2 separate regions of the Sus scrofa genome follow, and region 1 is linked to region 2. A link is a contact called in public HiChIP or PLAC-seq data. All regions are on one chromosome and are shown on one strand. The core of a region is the stretch at or near the end of the contact, and the rest is flanking DNA. Distances in the headings are between cores, read along the strand shown.

Evidence for each region. HiChIP or PLAC-seq counts read pairs in DNA pulled down with a chosen protein or histone mark.
Region 1: an H3K27ac HiChIP or PLAC-seq map of alveolar macrophages shows a contact between it and region 2. The contact joins the enhancer-like site here to the promoter of IKBKE in region 2. A contact is called at or near these places in 1 of 5 promoter capture datasets (liver), 4 of 47 Hi-C or Micro-C datasets (mesenteric adipose tissue, retroperitoneal adipose tissue, skeletal muscle and 1 more) and 2 of 2 datasets of contacts at active chromatin or transcription factors (alveolar macrophages and skeletal muscle).

Annotation. Positions count from the first base shown.
Region 1 is chr9:67,296,665-67,302,087 of Sscrofa11.1, forward strand. No RefSeq gene overlaps it. Among named protein-coding and RNA genes, the nearest start is that of MAPKAPK2, 15 kb to the right of the region's middle. Within about 2 kb of position 1,622, at least 19 of the 83 cell types and tissues checked have an H3K27ac peak or open chromatin away from gene starts, as enhancers often do. A contact at or near this core is called in alveolar macrophages, liver and retroperitoneal adipose tissue, where this site is marked.
Region 2 is chr9:67,118,875-67,124,683 of Sscrofa11.1, forward strand. IKBKE (inhibitor of nuclear factor kappa-B kinase subunit epsilon) reads left to right here and starts at 4,181. Exons shown (of 22, transcript XR_002335790.1): 1 at 4,181-4,627; 2 at 5,213-5,302.

The DNA.
Region 1 (5,423 bases), core at 372-2,871, 180 kb after region 2:
TTGGTGTTATTATTATTCCCTCCCTGCGTGGATTCATCATCTGCCAGCCCCAGGTTGATTATTGACAGGCTCACAGTTAACTTTTCATTTTCACATCATCAGCCTGGCACTCAGCATCCAGCCCCAGGCTTATGCTGTCCTTTGAGGAAGAGATATCTGACAATAAATATCACAATAAGTAAACGTGTGATATCGTGTCCTCTGAGCCTTAGTGTGGTTAGGTAGCGCTTCAGGGTGTGGGGTGTGTGTCTGTGTGTGTCTTTGCGTCTTTTTTAGAAAGAAGCTTTCGCTTTTAAAAATCTTAAGCCAGTTAATTAGGGGCTCTCTCTGATGGTTTTAATTTTTTCTTTACCTGCCTTTTTTTTTTTTTTTTTTTTTTTGTCTTTTGTCTTTTGTCTTACTTTTTAGGGCTGCACTCAAGGCATATGGAGGTTCCCAGGCTAGGGGTCAAATCAGAGCTACAGCTGCCGGCCTACACCACAGCCACAGCAACATCAGATCCGAGCCTCTTCTGCGACCTACACCACAGCTCATAGCAACTGCGGGATCCTTAACCCACGGAGTGAGGCCAGGGATCGAACCTGCAACCTCACGGATCCTTGTTGGGGTTTGTTAACCACTGAGCCGCCACAGGAAATCCTAACTGCCTTTTTTGTTTGTATGGAAAGGATGCTTGAACCACCTGCTTCCCCATCCCCCCACCACTTATCCTCAGATCCCCAAGGGGAGGGCAGGATCTAAAGAAAGGACCACCTCACTGTTGTCATCATGATAATGGCTCCCCCCTTCAACCTCCACTCCCATCCGTGTCCCCAGAGCCTGTAAAGTGCTCAACCTTTGTCCTCAGAACACAGCTCCTTTTACTGGTGGTAAAAAATTAAAACAGTGGGCTGATACTTCCATTCCGTGAACCCTTGTCCTGATCAAAGTCTGGAGGCTCTTCCCCCTACCCCCTCCTAATCTCAGCTGGTTCCAACCCATTCCCAGTAAGGACACCCTCCCTCTTATTGTCCTGGGGTTTCAAGTCTGCAGGGGAATGCATATTTTTTCCTTAGCAGAAATAATTGTGGTTTTTTCCTAACAACTTTGCAAGTTCCCCATAGAGTTGGAAATTCCCTTCTCGGTTACAGCTTTTAATGGATGCAAGAAGGCTGGTCTGGACCTATCTTTCTGGCTGACTTGCTGTGTGACTCTAGGAAGTCAGCTTAAGGTCTCTGGGCCCCAGAGCACAAGGATTTCCTAGATGGGGATGCATGAAAGTTTGGGGGAAGGATTTATATTTGGAGGACCCTGGGAGAAGGGATTGACAAACATCTCTAGGGGAGAAGAGCCATTTGGGGAACTACAACCCATTTAGATTCCTCTTCTTGAAAAAAGAAATGAGTTGAATACTTTCCACTGTTCATTCCCTTACCCCCACTGCCTGCCTCCACCCCCAGCTGTTGATTAATAGAGTCGATAAGCCATACTGTTCCCCTCCCACTCATACACACGCTTCTGGGAGGCCCTAGATAAATAGGAGGCAGAGGCAAGCCTGAGGAACTATTATTATCCTTACGATGATGATTATGCTTTCAGCATGAGAAACAGGAAGTGAAACTGACGAAAATGCCCAATGATAAACGCCTAGCCCCATCTTCTGCACCAGACCTAAAGGCAAAGAAGCCAGCCAAAGAAGACAGAGGCCCAGCCACAGGCCGTGCGTGCGTGTGTGTGTGTGTGTGTGTGTGTGGTGTGTGTGTGTGTGTGCGCGCGCGCATGAGTGGTGTGTTTTACTTGTGTCTTTTTTTTTTTTTTTTAATTTTATTTTTGTTCTTGGCTGCCCCGTGGCATATGGCATATGGAGTCCCTGGGCAAGGGATGGAATCTGAGCCATGGTTGCGACCTACACCACAGCTGCAGCCCTGCCGGATCCTTAACCTGCTGTGCTGGGCGAGGGGTCACAGCTTCATCCCAGTGGCTCAGAGAGGCTGCTGGTCCGTTACGCCACATCAGGAATTCCAAGGAGTGTCTTTAAATAACTAGTTTCCAGGACTTATGATTTTTTTTTTTTTTCCTTTTTCAGCTACACCCACAGCTGGGGATCAAAACGGCACCTCCACAGAGACAAGCCCCATCACTAACCCACTGCACCACAGCGGGAACTCCAATTTTTCAACTTTATTCTGATGACGTGTTTCTTCCTCCGTGTGCCCCTCAGGGTTCTTCCTTACCACTTCCTTCCCCATTTCCTAGAGAGAGCTTCCCACAGCTGGCAGACGATGTTTAAGGACAGGTCCAGTGATCAACTGGTTCTTCTCCACACACCTTATCTGCTGAGGCCAGGTCTGAGCCTGACGCCTCTCTCTGGAGCCTGTTTTGTCCCCACGGCAGATATTCCCAGGGCCGGATGCCTTTCTTCCCTTTTCTTTTGGGGGGCGGGGAGCTGTGCTTTCTCTTCTGGCCTGACCCCCTGACACTCCATCTGCTTGGCTGATTATTCATATCCTTCGTCTTTCTCAGGAATCGATGGATTTAACAGTAGTGAGAAAACAGGGCGTCAGGGCGCGGTCATTGCCCCATGTTGACATTTCCATTTGTGGCACCACAGCCCCTGGAAAGTCTGAACAACAGTGGAAATGACCGGATTTTCAGACTGCCTTGTTAGCTCAACTTCCAGGGAGAAGAGAGCAGACAGTTGTGTGGGGAGTGAATGATGCAAGCTGGAGTTTCGGACATAGCTCCGCATCTGGGCGACGTTCGGGAAAAATGCAGAGGGAACAGAAGAGAGAAAACATTGAGCAGGGAGCAGAGAGAGGAAGAGAGAAGGGGATGCTGAGCTCTTGTTCTCATCCTCCACCCCCCACCCCCTTCTTTAATGACTTTCAGTTCAAGATCTTGAGCCAAATGAATCGATGATTGGAATTTTGGCTGGGGAAAAACATAACCATCAGAGTCTCATTTTTCTTTTTCTTTTTCTTTTCTTTTTTTGTCTTTTGTCCTTTTAGGGCCACGCCCGAGGCATATGGAGGTTCCCAGGCTAGGAGTCCAATTGGAGCTGTAGCCACCGGCCTACACCAGAGCCACAGCAACGCCAGATCCGAGCCGTGTCTGCAACCTACACTGCAGCTCATGGCAACACCGGATCCTTAACCCACTGAGCAAGGCCAGGGACCGAACTGGCAACCTCATGGTTCCTAATCGGATTCATTTCTGCTGCGCCACGACAGGAATTCTTCACTGTGATTTTTTTCTGAGCCTGGAAAAGGGACCTGTGGACCCCTCCCAGAGTTGGGATGAGGGTGAAGTCAGCAGGACATGTCATGGGAAGAGAAACTCTAGGGTAAAATATTATGCCCCAAGCTGTCTTTGGGTGGCCCCACACCTTTTTTGTCTTTTAGGGCCACACCTGTGGCACATGGAGGTTCCCAGGCTAGGGGTCAAAATGGAGCTGTAGCCGCCGACCTACGCCACAGCCGAAGCAATGTCAGATCTGAGCCACATCCCCGACCTACACTACAGCTCATGGCAGCACTGGATCCTTAACCCACGGAGTGAGGAAAGGGATCGAAGCTGTGTCCTCATGGATGCTAGTCAGATTCGTTTCCCCTGAGCCATGACAGGCATGATGGGAACTCCTGGGTGGCCTCTTTGGGTGGTCTGCTTGGTCCTGCTCCCTGCTCAGGGGAGCACGGTGCTTAAGAAGAGAGGGTTGGGTCCCAGCTTCCTGCCTTCAAATCCCAACTCCAGTCCTTACTTTATTTTATTTTTAGACTTTTTATTTTTTTCTTTTTAGGGCCATACCTGCGGCATATGAAATTTTCCAAGCTAGGGGTAGAATTGAAGCTATAGCTGCCGGCCTGCCCCACAGCTGCAGCAATGTGGAATCCGAGCCATGTCTGCAACCTACACCATAGCTCATGGCAACTCTAGATCCTTAACCCACTGAGCAAGGCCAAGGATCGAACTTACATCCTCATGGATACGAATCAGGTTCTTAACCCGCTGAGCCACAATGGGAACTCCTCCAGTCCTCACTTTAAATCACTTAAATACACTGGGCCTCAGTTTCCTCTTCTGGGCCCCTGGGAGAATATTAGTAACACCCACCTTGCGGGGTTGCTATGGAAATTGATTAACACAGAGCAAGGGCTTAGAACCTTGTTGGAAACCTAATAAGTGCTTGATAAATGGGAGTGATTATGGTGACTTTTATCCACCATCCTCCATTCCATCCACCGTAGGCACTGGGGAAGTACTAGGGAAGGATGCGAAATTTGCAGGATGTAGGTCTCCCCAGAGATTTCATGGCCTCCCCGGGCTCTCTGTTCTTTCTTTTCTTTTCTTTCTTTTTGTCTTTTTGCCTTTTCTAGGGCTGCTCCCATGGCATATGGAGGTTCCCAGGCTAGGGGTTGAATCGGAGCTGCAGCTGCTGGCCTACGCCCCAGTCACAGCAATGCCAGATCTGAGCCGCGTCTGCAACCTACACCACAGCTCATGGCAACGCCAGATCCTTAACCCACTGAGCAAGGCCAGGGATCGAACCCACAACCTCATGGTTCCTAGTCGGATTCGTTAACCACTGTGCCACAACGGGAGCTCTGGGAACTCCTCCATTCTTTCTTAACACAATAGGTGGTGTCCTCTTGACTCCAATTCTTCCTGGTTCTTCGCCCCTGGTCCTCACCTGTTCACCTTCCTTTGCTTCTTCTGCTGTCCTGCTCTTACTTTTCTCAGCTCTGGTATCCCGCCAGGCCCTTCCCTGACTGGTCCTGGTGAGGAAGCCTCTCTGGTCTTCCTACTCAGCATGTCTCCCTTTCCAAGCCCTGGGCTTCCCCCACCCCACACTCCCTGGGGAAGCTGGGGGAGGGCCACTCGGCTCTGTAATCACCACACTTCTTGGTGGTAAACAAGAACCAGATTCCTGGGCAGTGACGCGGGGCCGGAGCGCAGTGGCCGGGGCAGCTGTGATTACACTGAAACTTGAAGAAACACCTCTGCTCGGGCCCTGACCTGTCTGGGGAGGGCCCAGGGAAAGCCGGCCCACACAGCCCTCTTTGCTACCCTTCCTATCATTCTCCGTCTGAGTGGCAGGGGTCTTTGCCCAGATGGCTCTGCAGACACAAGGGGCAGCCAGTTGGCCCAGATTCGGAGACCTCCCGGACTCAGAACTGGGGAGCATCGCCCCATCTTTCCCTCCAGGATGGGTCTCACCCTCTTCCCTGCTCCTATACCAGCTCCTTCCCCAGGCCATCATCGCCTTCTTCTCTCACCGATGCCAGGAGAAGCCTCACAGGAAGTTGCCCTGATCCCAGGAAACCCACAGTAAAGGCGCTCTGCAGGCTGGCGTGGCCACAGGCTGTTTTAATTTTACCCACAGGAGTTCCTATCGTGGCGCAGCAGAAAGGAATCTGACTAGGAACAATGAGGTTGTGGGTTCGATC
Region 2 (5,809 bases), core at 2,931-5,430:
TTAGATCCTTAGGCCTATGAAGCTTCCTTTTACTCAGGAGTTAGAAACGCTGGCATATTACAGATGCCAAAGACTCACTTGTTAGTTAATTAAGCTTCACTGTGTGCCGAGCACTGTCATACAGCATTGAACACGAGAAACAGACAATGGAGTTTTCTAGTTTCGGGAAGAATAGATAAATACGCAAAAAATAGATAAATACTCAAACGGTGAAACAACCAGGCTTCCCACTGTGGTGCAGTGGGTTAAGGATCCAGCGTTGCCCCTCTGTGGTGAAGGTCGTATCTGTGGCTCCAATTCAGTCCTTGGCCTGGGAACTTCCCTGTTCCACTGGTGTGGCCAAAAAGTAAAGTAAAAATGAAACGATGTAATAAGATAGTGCGTGCTTGGGGAAAGAAGCAGTACAATTAGTCAAGAATTCTGCTTATCCTGGTAACGTTGAGGTGACTATTAGACATCCAGGTGGAAATAGCAAAACTCTTGGATATATGAGTGTGGAGTTTGAGAGACAGATCATACTTGAAAACAAATTTAGGAGCTGTTACATTATAGATGTATTCAAACTCTGAGATTCCCAGGAAACACTACCAATGGGAAAAAAAGGGGGGGGTCCCCCGTCATTAAATAAACAGCAGAGTTGAAGAAGCCAGCAAAGAGGGTAGAGGGAGCCAGAGACAGGTCGGTGGCCAGGAGATCACAGCGTCACAGCAACACAAAGAACGAAAGAGTTCACTAAGGTGGATCAGTTGTCAAATGGCCACAGGATAGGATGCGGGGCCAGTGCAGAAAGGTAACCATTGGACCTTTCAGAAGAGGGAAGTGAACTGATTGGAGGGGCTTGGGTAGCATGTGGGAGGGGAAAGGAGCATCAAACTCTCAGCAGCTCATTCAAAGACTATGCTTTGCTTGGGGAGCATCAAAAGGGGTCGACACCCCGGTTTCTGTTTTGAAAATGGACAGTGTTGAGATGTGTGTGCTCAAGGGCAGGACCTGGTAACATGAGGGTGAATTACTGAGCAGAGATGGAAGGGAAGGCCTGGGCCAGAGAAAAGCCGCTTCCTCCACCTTAGGGGAGGGGAGGCAGCCAGTGGATGTAGGGTGAGAAGATGAGGGAGTTCCCTCTTATATTTTATTTATTTATTTATTTATTTATTTTTTTGGTGTTTTTGCCATTTCTTGGGCTGTTCCTGGGGCACATGGAGGTTCCCAGGCTAGGGGTCCAATCGGAGCTGTAGCCGCCAGCCTACACCAGAGCCACAGCAATGCAGGATCCGAGCCGCGTCTACAACCTACACCGCAGCTCCTGGCAATGCCGGATCTTTAACCCACTGAGCAAGGCCAGGGATCGAACCCGCAACCTCATGGTTCCTAGTCGGATTCGTTAACCACTGAGCCATGACGGGAACTCCGAGGGAGTTCCCTCTTGATCCCCCTCTTTAATTTCAGTGAGGTTGAAGGCAAAGCCTTTAGCTGAGGGCGCAGGAGCAAATGGTGGGTAGGCGGCTGGAAGAGTTAGGAGAATGAGCAGAGTACTGGCTTTTCCTTACCGAGAAAGACAGCCGCCTGCGGCCTGGTGCTGGGCTCACTGCCTGGGGGAGTGCCAGGTCTTGCTGTAGGGTCAGTCCCTCCTTCCCCACCCAAAGCTCCTGGCTGGAGCTGACTGGTGAAGGGGACAAGGGGAAGAGCTTGGAGACTGAGACCTGGTCACTCAGCCCTTCAGAAACACTTGGGCATCATGAGACACACTGCCCACCTTCCGAACAGCCACCAGGCCTCATCCTTCTATCCTCGCTCCTTTCACACACTGGACAGGTGAGGCAGCCGTGACAAACAGGCTCATGCCAGGCAGAGGCAGAAAAGGCAAATAGTATTTATTCAGGGCCTACCGGGTAACAGGCACAGCGTGTCATTTCATTTTCACGCCAAATTGATGAGAAGCGTTGAGTGACTTGCTCATGGCAGGTCATGGAGTCAGCACTCAATCCCCTGGTGGTAAAGCTCTGCCCTTCCTGAGACACCACCCGGCTTCCCTCTGGAGAAGGCAGACATGGGCTTTGTCCCCAGCAGCTGCCATCGAGGACCCCCGTGCCCATCCCCCTGCCTCCTTCCTGCCTCTGGTCCTTGTATTACCTCTGAACTGCCACTTCTACGTCTATGACTCTTGAGAGCCACTCAGGAAGATGTGATGAGGCCACTTACCGAACTTCTCTTCCCCCCAGGAGCCGGCCAGTCGCCTGTGCCTCCTCAAATGAAATAAGGGCCGTGCAGCCCAGCTGGGACCAGCAGCTTAAAACCACAGACAAGACATGTGCTCATTTTGTCCACACAGAGGATGTGACCTCACAGAAGATGCCCAGCAAAACTTGGTCACCAGCTCACCTCCCAGCTGTGCATTTTTCCCACAGCCTGGAAGCTCACACCTCTGACCTCTTCTCGGCCGAACCTACCTCCCTCTCAAGCTTGGTTGAGTATCTTTTCTCCTCACAAGCCCTTCTTGGTCAGCAGCACCCCCCCGCCCCAGCCATCCCCCTCTGCCAGGTTCACAGAGTCACTCCCTGCTGCAGTATAAACCTCATAACAGGAGTTCCCATCTTGGTGCAGTGGTTAATGAATCCAACTAGGAACCATGAGGTTGCAGGTTCGATCCCTGGCCTTGCTCAGTGGGTTAGGGATCCAGCGTTGCCGTGAGCTGTGGTGCAGTTTGCAGATGCGGCTTGGATCCCGCGTTGCTGTGGCTGTGGTATAGGCCGGTGGCTACAGCTCTGATTGGACCCCTAGCCTGGGAACCTCCTTATGCCGTGGGAGCAGCCCTAGAAAAGGCAAAAAGACAATAAATAAATAAATAAACAAATAAACAAACCTCATAACATTCACCATGCTGTCCTGAACAGCTCTGGGGGGTGCCTAGGTCTCCCCTTTGTGTCCTTAGCACACAGTGCCTGCTTCCTAGTAAATGCTAGACACACAGGCTCATCGCCTTTGAGGGTGCCTGAGGCCCTAGGAAGGGGATCAGGCTTGCTGCAGAGAGCGCTGAGGCATAGGGGGTGCTGGTGAGCCCTGGGCAGTTTCATGGGGGGTGGGGAATGAGTAGAGCTTTAGCGATAGGGTAGGTTAGGTTGCACAATTCAGTGGCTTAAAACAACAAAGGTTGATGTCTCACCAAAGCAACGTGTCCCCTGTGGGCCAGCAGACGGGTTCTGCTCGACAGGCACTCAAGGACTGGGACCGAGAGGGAAGTCACAACGTCTACCAGAATCACACTGTCTGTGGTGGGAGTGTCTTGCATCAGCAATTAAATGCTTTGGTTAAGAAATCACATGGCCCCGCTGAATCAGAGGGTGCCAAGGAAGTGCAGCTCGATCGTACACCAGGCAAGGGGGAAGCTGGGAAGCCCATTGAAGTACAGGCCTGAAGGATGCTCCTTCTCCTGGGCCTGCTGGGAGAGCAGCTCTGGCTGCCGGAGGGGGTGTGGTTTATCAGCCAGTGCCGGATCCGCAAATGTGAGCACAAGGCCGTTCTCAACTGGGCTCCCGTTCTGGTGTCACTGTGCTAGGGGTGGGGCTGCCGGAGGAAACCACCAGGTGTGGCCATGGGAAAGTCCCTCCGACTTTCTATTGAAACATGGAATTTCCTGGCTTTAACCACTTCTTATCCAGCTGCCATCTCGGAGCTGACCAGAGCGGGACTGACGGACTTCCAGCCTCCGAGGACACCTGGTTTGGGGCATTGAGTCCCACTGGGAAGCTGGCACACCTGGGTGCCAGCCCCAGCCATCTCTGATGATCACGGGAAAACTGCTGCAGGTGTGTGAGCCTCCATGCCCATCTGTAAAGCTCTTTCCAGGTGCCCGTGCATTTCCAAATATACTGTCCCGTGTCACCCACATGAGCAATAGAGTCAACATTACCACCCTCATGCCTTGGATGAGAAAAAACTATCTGGCAGGGGTCGTGTGCTGTGCTCAAGGCCACACTGGAAGCATGGCCCGGGTTCCAGTGCTTGCTCTCAGACCTCTGCAGGCTCACTGGGAAGATGAGCCAGAGCCAGGTTCTCCTAGAAGTGGCTGCTCATTGGCTCTGAACCTCCCTGGGGCTCCTGGGGGTGTGGGAAGTTGGTTTTCCCAGGCTGCTCTGCACTTGGATAACTGGCCCAACCTGCTCTGTAGAGTCCAGGCTGAACGCTACACTTCCCTGCTCGGGTGAACCACAGGAGATACAGAAATAGCACCCCGCAGCCCACCACAGCCACTCAGCCTCAGTTCCCAGCCTCTTTGTGGTTCACGCCCTGGTCCTATGGCCTCCACTTGGGAACTCAGAGCATCCTCTTTCTCCTTCCTGCCGGGGGTGGCGGCAGCCCAGCTGCCTCTGTCTCTTTAAGAGAGAGAAAGAACGAAATCAGGAAGTGTGAGAGAGCTGAAAGCCGGCGGGCAGGGAGCTGAGCCAGTGCTGGCCTTTGCTCCCAGCTCCCCTAGCTCCCCGGAGTGGCACCGAGCCACTTCAACTTCAGATCCCCAGGGTTGGTGGCCACCAGGATGTAATGAGTGCTGCCTATGAATGACAAAAAGCCCTGACATCTCTGCGGGCGCCACGCAGTCCCACAAGCCTGCATGCCCCACAGCCGAGATGGGGTGAGTGTGCTGAGTCCACTGGGGGGGGGGGTTGAATGAGGGAGCCTGGGGGGCCAGGCAGCTCAGGGTCAGCACTTAGCAGAGTGTCGGGGTGCTGGCCCTGTCAGCCCAGGCTCATGGCCCTCCCTCCATCTCTCTGCGGCTGCTGCCCCTCCCCCCAGAGATGCCCTGTGCTCCATCTCCGGTGGGTACCCAGACTGCTTAGAGGCCCATGGCGGGAGGCGGGGGGGTAGGTGCGTGGAAGAGTGCTGCTACCACCTACGGTGCTCCTTTCCCAGGCTCGGCTTCCCAACACCTGAAGCCAGCAATCAGCTCTGCCTCCGTACTTTTCTTCTGCTTCTGGCGCCTGCCCTCAACAATCCTGGGGGCCTTCTCACTGGCCCAGGTCTGGGAGGCGGGGGTGGGAGTGGCCAGGAGAATCTCCTAGAGCTGGCGAGTTGGGCTGGAAACCCCCAGCTCTGTAGGGGAGGGTGACAAACAGGAAAGGGTTAAAGGGCTGGGGCCGCAGGGGGCGCCTTTGATGGAGGCTGAGAATCACACAGCACCCAGGGGTGCCTCTCATCCGCCCTCTTCTTTCCGGTGTAGCTCAGCTCCTGGACTTGCCACAGACAGAAAACATAACACACACTCGCCCAGGAGAGTCTTTGCCTGATCCAGGACTGCTCAGAGCACGGGGTAAGTGCTTCTGGCCACAGTAGAGCCTGGAGGAGGAGGAAGAGGGCAAGGAAGGTGGGTGGGGCGGCAGGCTCAGGGCTCCACCACCCACCCTCATTCATTTGAATACCCCTGGAGGACAGTGAGAGCCCTTGCAGCACAATGGCTGCGGGGCTGGCGTCAGAGAGCACGCACAGCTGATCAGCTGCACTGTCCATCAGCTCCCAAGCACAGCCCCAGCAGGGCCAGGAGCAGAGCCCAGGGCGTGCTACCCTGTCCAGGGCTCTGCCCTCTGTGCCACACTGCCCATGCCTCAGAGCTTCAGCTATGCATCTGCCCCAGTGCAGCCCTGGGGAGGGTTTTGAAGGTGGTGACCTCTCCTCTGGCTGGGCCCTAGGCCTTGATTTCAGGATGTTCTACCTGATTTTACACTGCCAGGCCCCACTGGCTAAATCCTCCCCAGCCTTCGAGGGGAAAACCTCACCAGTTCATTCCTGCAGAGAGTTTCCCAGCCCCTCAGGTGCTTCT